2 separate regions of the Mus musculus genome follow, and region 1 is linked to region 2. Evidence: chromatin contacts called from public HiChIP or PLAC-seq data. All regions are on one chromosome and are shown on one strand. The core of a region is the stretch at or near the end of the contact, and the rest is flanking DNA. Distances in the headings are between cores, read along the strand shown.

The links. HiChIP or PLAC-seq counts read pairs in DNA pulled down with a chosen protein or histone mark.
Region 1: a contact with region 2 is called in an H3K27ac HiChIP or PLAC-seq map of VIP interneurons, with 4 times the contacts expected there. The contact joins the enhancer-like site here to the promoter of Ap1s2 in region 2. A contact is called at or near these places in 13 of 39 promoter capture datasets (the 3T3-L1 cell line, 3T3-L1-derived adipocytes, the C10 cell line and 9 more), 7 of 484 Hi-C or Micro-C datasets (brain, cerebellar granule neurons, cerebellum and 4 more) and 1 of 115 datasets of contacts at active chromatin or transcription factors (VIP interneurons).

The regions. Positions count from the first base shown.
Region 1 is chrX:163,530,120-163,535,933 of GRCm38.p6, reverse strand. All of the region lies in intron 1 of Grpr (gastrin releasing peptide receptor), which reads left to right. Among named protein-coding and RNA genes, the nearest start is that of Grpr, 17 kb to the left of the region's middle. Within about 2 kb of position 2,828, at least 1 of the 459 cell types and tissues checked has an H3K27ac peak or open chromatin away from gene starts, as enhancers often do. A contact at or near this core is called in VIP interneurons, where this site is marked.
Region 2 is chrX:163,907,542-163,912,885 of GRCm38.p6, reverse strand. It overlaps Ap1s2 (adaptor-related protein complex 1, sigma 2 subunit), which reads right to left and starts at 3,869. Exons shown (of 6, transcript NM_001290379.1): 1 at 3,613-3,869; 2 at 1,379-1,557. The coding sequence starts at 1,557. Gm52456 (predicted gene, 52456) reads left to right here and starts at 3,355. Exons shown (of 2, transcript NR_165469.1): 1 at 3,355-3,475; 2 at 3,588-4,776.

The sequences.
Region 1 (5,814 bases), core at 1,579-4,078, 380 kb after region 2:
TTCTGTGGAAAATCTATTTTTAGTTTTATTTCTTTATTATTTTCCTCTCTTCCTGGTCTTCCTCTTTTTCTGTCCCTATCTGTTTTTATCATCTCTGTCCCTGTCTCTTTCATTCTATTCAGGCTAACTGGACAGTGAAAACTCCTGAAGACTTTTTTTAAAGAAAAAGGGGAAATGCAAAAACTTTGCACATAATGACATTTATTTTCAGTCAGAAGGACTTGATATGATAACAGCATGTCTATGTGACTCACTAGTTTCTTTACACTGTCTACATATGAATAGAACTATAGGTCATGTGGAAGTTTTTCAAAGTTTCCTTTTGCCCTTTACTAATTTTGTTTTGTTCTGTTCTGTTCTTTTGTGCTAGGATGTGTCATATTTGGGTCAAATGCCTGCTATGAAAAGTACTTTAAACATAATTTTTAGAACAAAAAACATACTGCTAGAATCAAGCAACAATGGTTTTCTCCATGAAAATATATAAGCAATACTGGGTTCTATAATCTTTTTTATGTGTATGGATATTTTGACTGTATGCATGTATGTGTACCATTTACATGGCTGGTGGCTTCATATATGGTGTTGTATCCACTCGAATTGTAGTTATAGACAGTCATATATGGTGTTGTATCCACTTGAATTGTAGTTATAGATGGTTGTGAGCCACTGTATGGGTAGCAGAAATTGCACCCAGATCTTCTATAAGAGCAGCACAAACACTTAACCACTGAGCCATCTCTTTAGCCCTTGGGGATGCTTCCTAAAATATGGTGATACAAACTAAATATGATAACTAAATATGATAAATATGATTTTTTTTAGTCAAGGTTTCTCTGTGTAGCCCTGGCTGTCCTGGAACTCACTTTGTAGACCAGGCTGGCCTCGAACTCAGAAATCTGCCTGCCTCTGCCTCCCAAGTGCTGGGATTACAGTCATATGCCACCACTGCCCGGCCCAAACTAGTTTTTTAAGAAATCTCATTATTGGGTGATTATCTAAGTGAATATTGCCTATTATTACATTAGGTGATCAAACACATTGTGGAAGAATTGGAGCCCAATTTCTTTCCAAGATTGTCAACAAAAATGGAATTGAAGGTTGAAATGATAGTTTGAAGGAGACCTGTATCACAGGATGCATACAAACACAGTCAGTATTTAAGCATCCTTTACTTGTGCTTTTAGGGAAGATATGAGGATCTATAAAGAGCAATGCTTTTCTCCCTTCTCTGGGGACTGGCTTTTCATGGTACCAGAAGGCACCATGCTAGCATCCAAAGGAAGGAGGCAACCAACAGTCCTACTCGGGTATAATGCGTATGAATCACACCTATGACTATCAAAGCACGTTACCACTGAAGGTGCAGTAGTGGCATATGTACCTCAGCAATAACCAACAGCTCTCAAATTGGATTTAAGACTCACTTAACAAAAGGGAACACATGCCTGGTACTGGAAACTAGCTAACTACTCAGCACTACTGAATCATGGTTATAGGAGGAGAATCACTAATTTACTACACTAGCCAAATCCATAGCAATAATCTATAAGCATTTGTTCTTATACCTACAGTATAGTCTTTACCCCTCATCAAGGAAACTTCTCTTTGCAATAGATTAAGTCCAATACAGAAAACCACACATAATCAAAATGCAGATTTTATACAAAACACTTACACTATCTAAGGCTCAAGGAACGTTGTGGAAGAGGGGGCAGAAAGATGATAAGAAACAGAGGATCGGGGAGTTTGCTATGAGATTGTGCCTCCTATAATAACAGAAGCTACACCCATAAAGTCTTCCCAACATGGTCACCTAAGTGTGAGCTGAACAAGGAGGACACCAGTGGGTATGTCAAAGTGGAAAGGGAAAAGACTTTGAGGCTTCAGCCCTACACAAAGGACTATAATGGGCAGCTGGGGAAACCTGGAATTTGGAGAGGTGGTCTACTCCAGGGAAGGAAGAGCACACCAATTGGTTGTCCAGTGCTAAATGGTCAGCCTTAAAAACAACATCTATACAAGTTTGTATCCCCAGGACACTATATGGACTGAACAGGTTATATTTAGGATATTATATATTCCTATACAATATGTATTTTATCCAATATTAAAATATATGTGCATGAAATAAAAATTAATGAAAAAAAAGGCCATGAATTTGATGAAGAGTGGAGAGAATATGAGATGATTTAGAAGGAGAAAAGGCAAGGGAGAAATGTAATTATAATCTCAAAAATAAAACAATGGCCAGTCATAGGAAATCATCACTGATTGGGCATCCAGAGCCTTAGGCTCTGGGAGAGTCAGCTAACTGACTATGGGTCTTCTCCTGGCTTTGGTGTCTTCTTTAAGTGAAAGAAATTATACTTGATGACTTCTTGCTTTCAGGCCTATATTTCCATAGAAGAGAGTTATAATTAGAAAGGCGCATACATTTGTCTGTATTGTGGTAGCAGCACTTCATATATTGATCTACTGCCATCAACTCTAAGAGCTCTTCACAAAGATCTATGCAGAAATCATTGCCATGTTCATTAAGGGCTTTTGGGGGGCATATTTTTCCTCTCAAGTTATATTTTAAATCCTCATTGGTCAGGAATGTTTACATTCATAGTGTGAAGCAGAGCCTGAAATGCCAACTTAGTACTTCAGTGTGCTGCTAAATTGACTAAGCGTGCTGAACAGTAATAGCTTGGTACTAGAAGCCCAATGGCAGGGCTCAGTGGCCAAATGTTTTTATTATTACGAAGTAATAAGGCTAATAAGCAGTGTTGTGTGATGGAAGGCAGGCTTACTTCTATTTAAAGATGGAATGAACAGCTTTGATGGGGACAAGCAAAGAACACAAGAACATTAGCTGTGTTCCGATATTCAGTGCACATAGGCCAGAGCTTGGCAAACATTTCTGTAATGGCCAGATGATAAACATTTGAGGATTGGAAGACTATAGGGTCTCCAATGCAACCACTAAATTCTGCTTTGTAGCATGAAAACAGCTATAGATAATATGTAAACATATGGGCATGCCCATGTGCCAGTAAAACTTTATTTATGGATGCTGAACTTTGAATGCTGTGTAATTTTCACACATCCCATAAATATTAGTCTTTTTTTGGCTTTTCCCCAACAATTTAAAATGTAAAAAACATTAGTAGTTCATGGCCATACCGAAAGAGACAGAAGGCCAGATTTGATCAAAGAGTCCCATAGAGTTTCTTGTCCACGATGAAGACTTGTGTGCATACTTTCTGCAATGGTCACTTAACAGTGAGAGTTTCTTGTTTACATGGAGTGTGCCTAGGAAAATCCATGCTTCTCTTCCAGTTACCCAGGAAAGAGGTCCTAGGGAATATTGTATACAAAATCCCTAAATCTAGGGGCGTGGTTATGATTCAATTGGTCAAGTGCTTGTCTTGCGGGTATGAGTTTGATCCCCAGAACATATATAAAGAGCTGCCCATGGTGGTATGCAATTGTATTGCCAGCTCTAGAGAGTCAGAGACAAGAGTGACCCTGTGGCTCAGTAGCCAGCTTCCCTAGCATACACGATGACCTCCAGGTCAGTGAGACATGCTGGCTCAGAAAGCAAAGTGGACTGCAGTTGAGGAGGAATGCCCAACATTATGTTTTGGCCTCATGGCACACACATGAACACACACATGAATACACACACACACACACACACACACACACACAGAGAGAGAGAGAGAGAGAGAGAGAGAGAGAGAGAGAGAGAGAGAGAGAGAGAGTTCTACATCTCTGTGGTATTATAATGGTTTGAGGCTCTGTCATAGCATGTACCTGAGCTTCTCAGATTATTAAGAACCATTATCATCTATGTTTTTAAATGGTAATATGGGTTTCTGCAGCACGTGATCAGAGAACAGTAAAACTGATAGCAAAGCCAAAGTCTTTCAGCCAGCTATTTCCTCCTGCATGCTCTTGGTTGTCTGTAATGTGACTAGTTTAAATAGAGAAAAGGAAAGGCATTTGAAGACAAAGCTGGATTCCAGCACACACCATGCCTCTTGCTTCTCCCTTTGTGCCTCACCATTGGGTATGGTGCTGATTCCCCCAAAGTCTTTCCATCTAACTCATGGAACATGTTTAGTAAGTTGTAAAAAAAAAGAAAACTACAGGGGGAGGAAACTGGGCCTGACTAGATCACTTCCTTACTTATCCCTAGTAAATTTTGAAGACTTGAAATGATCAGAGAAACAAGAAGCATCTGGACTGTAAGTCTTTGAGAGGACAGTTTAGCTCAGTGTATGGTAGGAGAAGACTGGGTCACTTTGAACATCTCAGACTTGTTTCCTAGTCTAAAGCCCATGAAATGGCAGGCAAATGGAATGAAGAACTCCTAGTTTTTAGTTTTAGTTTATTCTATAAATAAGGCAAGCATAAAAGTGAGCCAGATCTAGACTCCAGTCCTAACACCAATAGACATGCTATCCCAGACAGGGGAAAGCTCATGGGCCTCCAATCCTACCCAAAGAACTACAGTCAGCTAAGGAATGCTGAGAGTGGGGGCTATCCAATACCAGTGGTCAACCCTGAAAACATCCATAAAAGTAACTTTGTACAGACTGAGAAAGTTGTAGTTCAGATGTGTGTGTATGTATGTGTGCATTTATGTATGTATGTGTGTATGTAGACATATATGCATATGGACTTTTCTAACATCAATGGGAAGGGAGGCCCTGGGCTCTGTGGAGGTTTGATGCCACAGCATAGGGGTTGCTGGAGCAGTGGGGCAAGAGAGAGTGGGTAGGGGAGTACCCTCATACAGGCAAAGGGGAGAGGGTAGATGTGGGATGAAGGGTTTGTGGAGGGGTAACCAGGAAGTAGGATATCATTTGAGGTGTAAATGAGTGGAATGATTAATTACAAAGGAAAAAAGAGAGGCCATGAATTTGAAAGAAAACAATGAGGGTTTAAAGGGAAGAAAAAAGAGAGATGAATGTTGTAATTATGTTAGAACCTCATCCCCCCCCCAAACCACATTCTCTTATGACCTAGAGTGAATTGACCTTCTTTTAAAATCCTTATTATTTTTAATTATATGTAGGTATGTGTGCCTGCGTGTGAGTATGTGCACACGAATACAGGTGCTCAAGGAGGCCAGAGGCATTGAATCTCCTGGAGCTGCAGTTACATGTGGAGTTACATGTGGAGTTACATAAGTGAGCCCTGTAACATGGGTGTTGGGAACTGAACTCGAGTTCTCTGGAAGAGCAGCACATGCCATCTGAACCAACTGATCTGATCTGAACACCTCTGAACCATCTTGCCAGCCTGAATTATTGTTCCAGAATAGCATATGAAAAGAGTTGCTAAGAGTTTAGGTTTATGGATCCATTTGCATTAACTCATTGTAAGTATAGGACCCTGCAAAAGTAGATACTTAAGATGCGCTTGTGTGTTACCAGACATGCTGCTTTCTGGGTAGTTGGGGGTGTTTTGTTTCATTTGAGCTAATTGGTGGAGGCACATGAAGAAGCAGAAACTCTGTTCCCTCGAGATTACCAGACTTTCTTGAAAAAATGTACTGACCAGAGGCCTGGTAGTGTCTGCAGAGTACGACCTGATGTTTGGAGGGGCATCTATCTGTGTGATATCACAAAATGTTTACATGACATACTGATGTTAAAAGATACAAAAAGGTCAACTTTTAATCCTGTAAAGGAAGACAAAGAAAAAAGACATTGGGAAGAATTATATCAAAACATCATGTATAAGACTGCCGAGTGATTCTTGTTTTATTTGTATGATTCTTCACTCTCCAATTGTTTTATACTGAGCTCTTAGGAT
Region 2 (5,344 bases), core at 2,620-5,119:
CCTCCACATTTAAGACTTAGATTGTAGCCCAAAGCCCATCACTAGTATATGACCTTGGGCCAAGTCACCACTCACAAATTCTCATCTTTTATAAATTGAAATTTGAACAATAAACTGTTTTTTCAAATCCAGTACCTGTCTCTTGTGCAGAGAGCAGAGACCAACTGAGCCAGAGTACAAGGTTCCTTTTTCTGATTCCACAAAAGCAATTCTATTTCTATTTGCTTTATTCAAGATTCTAACCCTGGGCAAAAAGATTGTAAGTGTGTTCTTAAGGATTCTTCCAGTTCTCAAATGCTATGTATGATCTTTCTCAACAAATACTAAACCAAACATTGGATACAAAAATCACCCAAGCTGATGAAATTTACTATGAAAGAAGAAGTCTAATGGTCTCAATGTCCTATTAATCTCTGTTTTCCCCTGCCACCTCTTCCATAAAACACACCCATATTTGAAATATAGTGATAGAAAATTACACTTCTCTCCACCATCACTGAATTGCATACTGTTCTCTGAGTACTCCCCATACAAGACCATGTTTTATATGAAGAAATGCTTTTATGTTGAATTCAGTAAATTATTCAAAGGGGACCAGAAATGGGGAAGAAATAAGGAAATGTTCCCTCAAAAAAATCCTATAAAAGAAGAAATTATATTTCTTTTAAACTGCTTAGAAAACTTTTGGTTACCAACAAAATAAAGATATGTAGCATTAAAGAAAAAACTGTGTAAAAAAGCTATTTTTTTACAAGTTATTTTGAAACATCACTTTAAAAAAAATCTATCCTTGGTAAAATTATCATATCTAAACATAACTCCTTCACAGCAAAAAGTCTATTTTAAATTAATAAATGCTACTAGGAAAGACATTCTATATATACACAAAGTATTTAAACATCTGTATACTGAGATGGTCTATGTGTCCAGGATCTTTATGAATAAGATTAATTCTAAAAGTCAGAAAAGAAATACCAAATATCAGTAATTATTTTATAGATTTGTTATAACAAGGAATTATTACACTGTTATCTATGCATGCAAGAATTTAGCGAAGTACTTAAAAATTTAAAATACCCTATTTACCCCAGTAATGAATTTACTAAATTTTTCTAAAATGGTGATTAAGCAGGAATAATTGTCTGTCTTTTTTATATAATTAATTTAAAAATGATTCCCTGCTGCTATTGCTTCAGCCTAAGGCAAGCAATCAAAATAGCAGTTACTTATTTTTAAATGGAAAGTTTTCCTTTAAATTTATTTCATTTAATATTTATTAATCTTTGTTTATTGACATAAAAGTCTGCAATTTCCTCATTAGAAATAACCCTAATATTTGACAGTATTTTACCTTTCTGATAAAAAAAAACAAAAATACCTTTTATAAACAATCTTCAGATCTCTCCACTCAAGGAAGCTGCACATCTTGGGTTTCCGTGCTAAAACGGTTTGAACAAGTTCTCTTGTGATCTTCTTCTTTTCTTTGTCTGACAGTGGGACATACCATTTCTGCAGTCGAAGCTTTCCCTGGCGACTAAAAAGCAACATAAACTGCATCTGTTAAAATAAATAAAATCAAAATTACATACAATTACCTAGGATCAACAGTCAAGATCACATGATGTTTCAGAGCTGCTTTGGGGGTACAGTAAACACCCTGACACATGATCAATAAGCCATCAACATTTCTACGCAGGTTATAATAGCAGGAAATTCTATTGGAAAGATCTTACTATATGTAGGTAAGTGTGGAAGAGTGTGTGGAAATCAGAACAGGTGGTAAGCTGGAGTGAAAATTTTGAAGAACAAAAACTCTGATAATTTCAAGAAACAATTTTCTACCTGTTCCACACTCCACCACTCTATGTGCATTAAAGGCAAATGCAGACATCAGGTAGTTGATTTAGGATGTTGATTTACATGTCTAGGAAGAGGAGACCTACTATTTTTCACCCTGAGGCTATTCTAGTTCCAGGCTGAATTTCTTGCAGAAAAACTGCTTGTCATTTAAAGCATTCCCTTCAATTTATGCTAGCATATTTTAAGCAAAATCACAATATTAATCAAAAAGATCTCACAAACAACACATTTTAAAGACAAAAGCCCGATTTTTATGTTTGCATTTCATAAAATCCAACACAAACAAGCACTCAAGAACTGAGTTAATGTATGTAAAAGAGAATACACGCTTAAAAAGCTTTATTCAAAGTTACTCATATCGAGACACAAGATATTTAATTTAAAACAACAAATTTTTGGGACAGTGCACAGAATACTTCTTTTAAAACAAAAACCACATTTGAATGTTATGCTGGATTTGAGTATGTTTTATACCGAAGCTAATTTGCATTGATTTACTTAGTATTTGCATGTCTGTTGGTCAGTCTATATTTTCTAAGGCATGTATTTTATAATTCAACTGGTAAAAGCGAGCTGTATTGTAAAGCTAATTTGAAGGTAAAATTTGGATAGGTGTTTTGTTTTAACCTTTTTAAGTTCCTTTAACAGTGACAGTGCAAGTAAGATCCACCCAAGGGCGATTCTTAATATTCACCACACAACCTTAAATTTGAACACCCGGAGGAGGAATTTACGTAACTAATATAAAATCAAATTGGCTCTAGACAGGAAATCCACCTCGCAATATCCCAAAAAGGCATCAAGAAAACATCCGGATATTTATGGCGTAGCCATTTAACTTTAATAAAGTTAAAATTGGCTATTACCCCACACAACACTATATAATTCATTGAGAGCAAAGTGCCACCCTTGTAAGTCCTGAAGACAGCGGCATCGAAAAGAACGGCATCGAAAGAACTGGACATTGAACGCAAACCGTTATCAGAACTTGGGGAAGGGACCGATCGGTTTTCTTAAATCTTGACCAGGAGAGATGGTTTGCTAATGACTGGGGTGTGCTCTAGGCTATCTGTAGCGGGGTCCAGTATCCGCCCTACCACTTTGGAGGACGAAGAAACCAAGCATTTTCCTCAAAACAAATGATGTGCTAACATGGGACGAAACCCGCGGCACAAGTATTCCTTTTCCCTCGCTTTGATTTTTGCCGCAAATCCCGGGACAACAATTTCTCCAGATTGGTATTAAAACAAAAACAAAACAAAACAAAACAAAAAACCCAACAATGAGCTCAGCCTTGGAGTGGGCTCTGGTCCAGCATCCCTGGGGTCCCGCAGTCTCGGACGCCTCCCCTCCTCCCGGGACTACACTCCATCAGTACCCAAAGCTGGGCGAGGTGACCGGCAAGGAGTGGAGCAGAGACAATGGCATCCGCTGGCCCGCCAGGGGCGCCAAGTCCTCGGTCGCCGTCACCCCAGCCCCTCCCCAAAACGCCCCGTCAAACTTGAGGCGATCAGCGAACCACAGGTGCCGCGGGGTCCCCGCGGAACCTAGGACCGGTTCCCCTGCATCACCGGCGCGCTGCCGAGTGGAGAGCGGAGCGCTACCGCCGGCAGAAGTGAGTTTCGGGGCGCGGCGCCCCGGGAGGACTCGGGGTGGGGTCGTCGGGGCGCTCACGGGGCGGCGGGGGGCGCGTCCCAGCCATCACTCCCTCTTTCCATCCCTGCCAGCTCAGCGGACTCCTTCAGCACTTACGGCGGCGGCGGGCCGCGGACGCGGCGGAGCTGGGCTGGCCGCGGAGACTGAGGCGCCGGCAGCTGCTGAGGGGAAGCCCCCGTCGCCGTGCTGTGGAAGGGAAGCCGTGGTGCCGCGGGGAGGGGACCCGTCTGGTGGAGGGCAGGCTTAGGCTGCGAGGGTAGGGCGAGCCGACAGATCCCGCCCTGGAGGCTGGACGGAGGAGGAGCCCGGGCTGCGGCGAGCGGAGAGGCGGACCGGAGACCGCGCGCCAAGCTGCCGAGGGGGCGCCAACCGCCTCTAGAGTGAGCGCTGTTGCCGGCAAGAACGAGAAGCCGATTGGTCAAATAACCGCAGGGTAGGCGTGGCGAGGGCCGGAAGTCTGGCCACGTGACCCGGAAGCGGCCTAGGCTGTGGCCAGCGCGCTTGCGTACTTCGGGCTGTGCTGCCGGGACGCGGCGCGCGCGGCTGTCCTGGCTCCTTCCGTGGCAGGGTGATGGGGCTCCGCGGCGCCCTTAGCTGACCCCGTGGTGCAGGCTAAAGGATGGTCCGCACCGCAAAGGGGCTGATTCCGAGCGCCAGTGACTCCGTGGGTCTCCAGAGGGTTGGGCGGGGAGGTGTGACAGTCGGCGATGATGGTGGGAGCCAAGGACAGGAGTGCTGCAACTCAGGGGAAAACAAGTCAGCGCTGTCGCGGTGCTCGTGCCCGCGTTTGCAGGGAGGCCCCTCCTTTCCAGCCCCAGCTAACCTAGACATTTCTCGCCACAAGCTTTGCTAGAGCCTCTCTTCAGGGCTTGCTTCCCCCAGCAGTGCGGCGGACTGGAGGAGTTGTAGTCCGCTCTCTGCTGCAAAAAAAAAAAAAAAAAAAAAAAAAAAAAAAAAAAAATCCAGACAGCGCTTAGTCCTTTTAGATCCCGCTTCCTTCTCACGGTCTCGCCCGCACCTTCCCCATCCCGGGTTCCAGTTTAGCCTTGGCTGATGACTCGCTCGCCTTGGCATGTCCTTCCTCTAATGTCACATCTATAAAGCCTCACCCTAAAGCCCCGGAACAACGAATTCCTCTTTTACCCACATGCTTCTGTTTAGCGCACCTTGGATTTTATTCGTTTAACAACCTAGTTCTCTGCCTGGTTTTAACACTACTGATAAATGTGAGTTGTCTAATAAAATTATAAAATGATGATAGACTTGTTAAAAAGCTGAAATGTTGACTTAGTCTGGGCGTATGATGGATGTCTGTGTTTTATTTGAATGGTGGAATGGATGGATCATCGAGTTCAACTCATCTTTTATAGATAAGGGGAATGGAGATCCACAGGATTAGGTGACCTTGCTTGGACAGCCATGGATTTCCCCTGTCAAATGCTACTCATTACTACTGTCACCTCTGTCCCTACAACAAAAGCCAGAACAGAGTATTCATTGGGCATGCCTTTCTTTGCAGAGATTACTAAACAGGAATTGTAAATTAACTAATGTAAGAAAAAAAAGATGCTACACTTTTAGCGAAGCTGTGTTTACTTAATGTAAAGAACCCCCTTATTAGACATCAATGTTCATTTTTATGTCTTAGAGTGCCAATGTAATAGGATCTTATACGTTAGGAATTTGAGGTCATTTTGTATATGCTTTTGTTTAGCAAAAATAAAACTAGAATACTTTCCCCTTTTCAGCAATACTATGCTGCTTGGAAAGTTTCCTACAAACGTGTGTGAGTGAAATATACTGGAGTATTAAAGTGGTCAATAGAAAG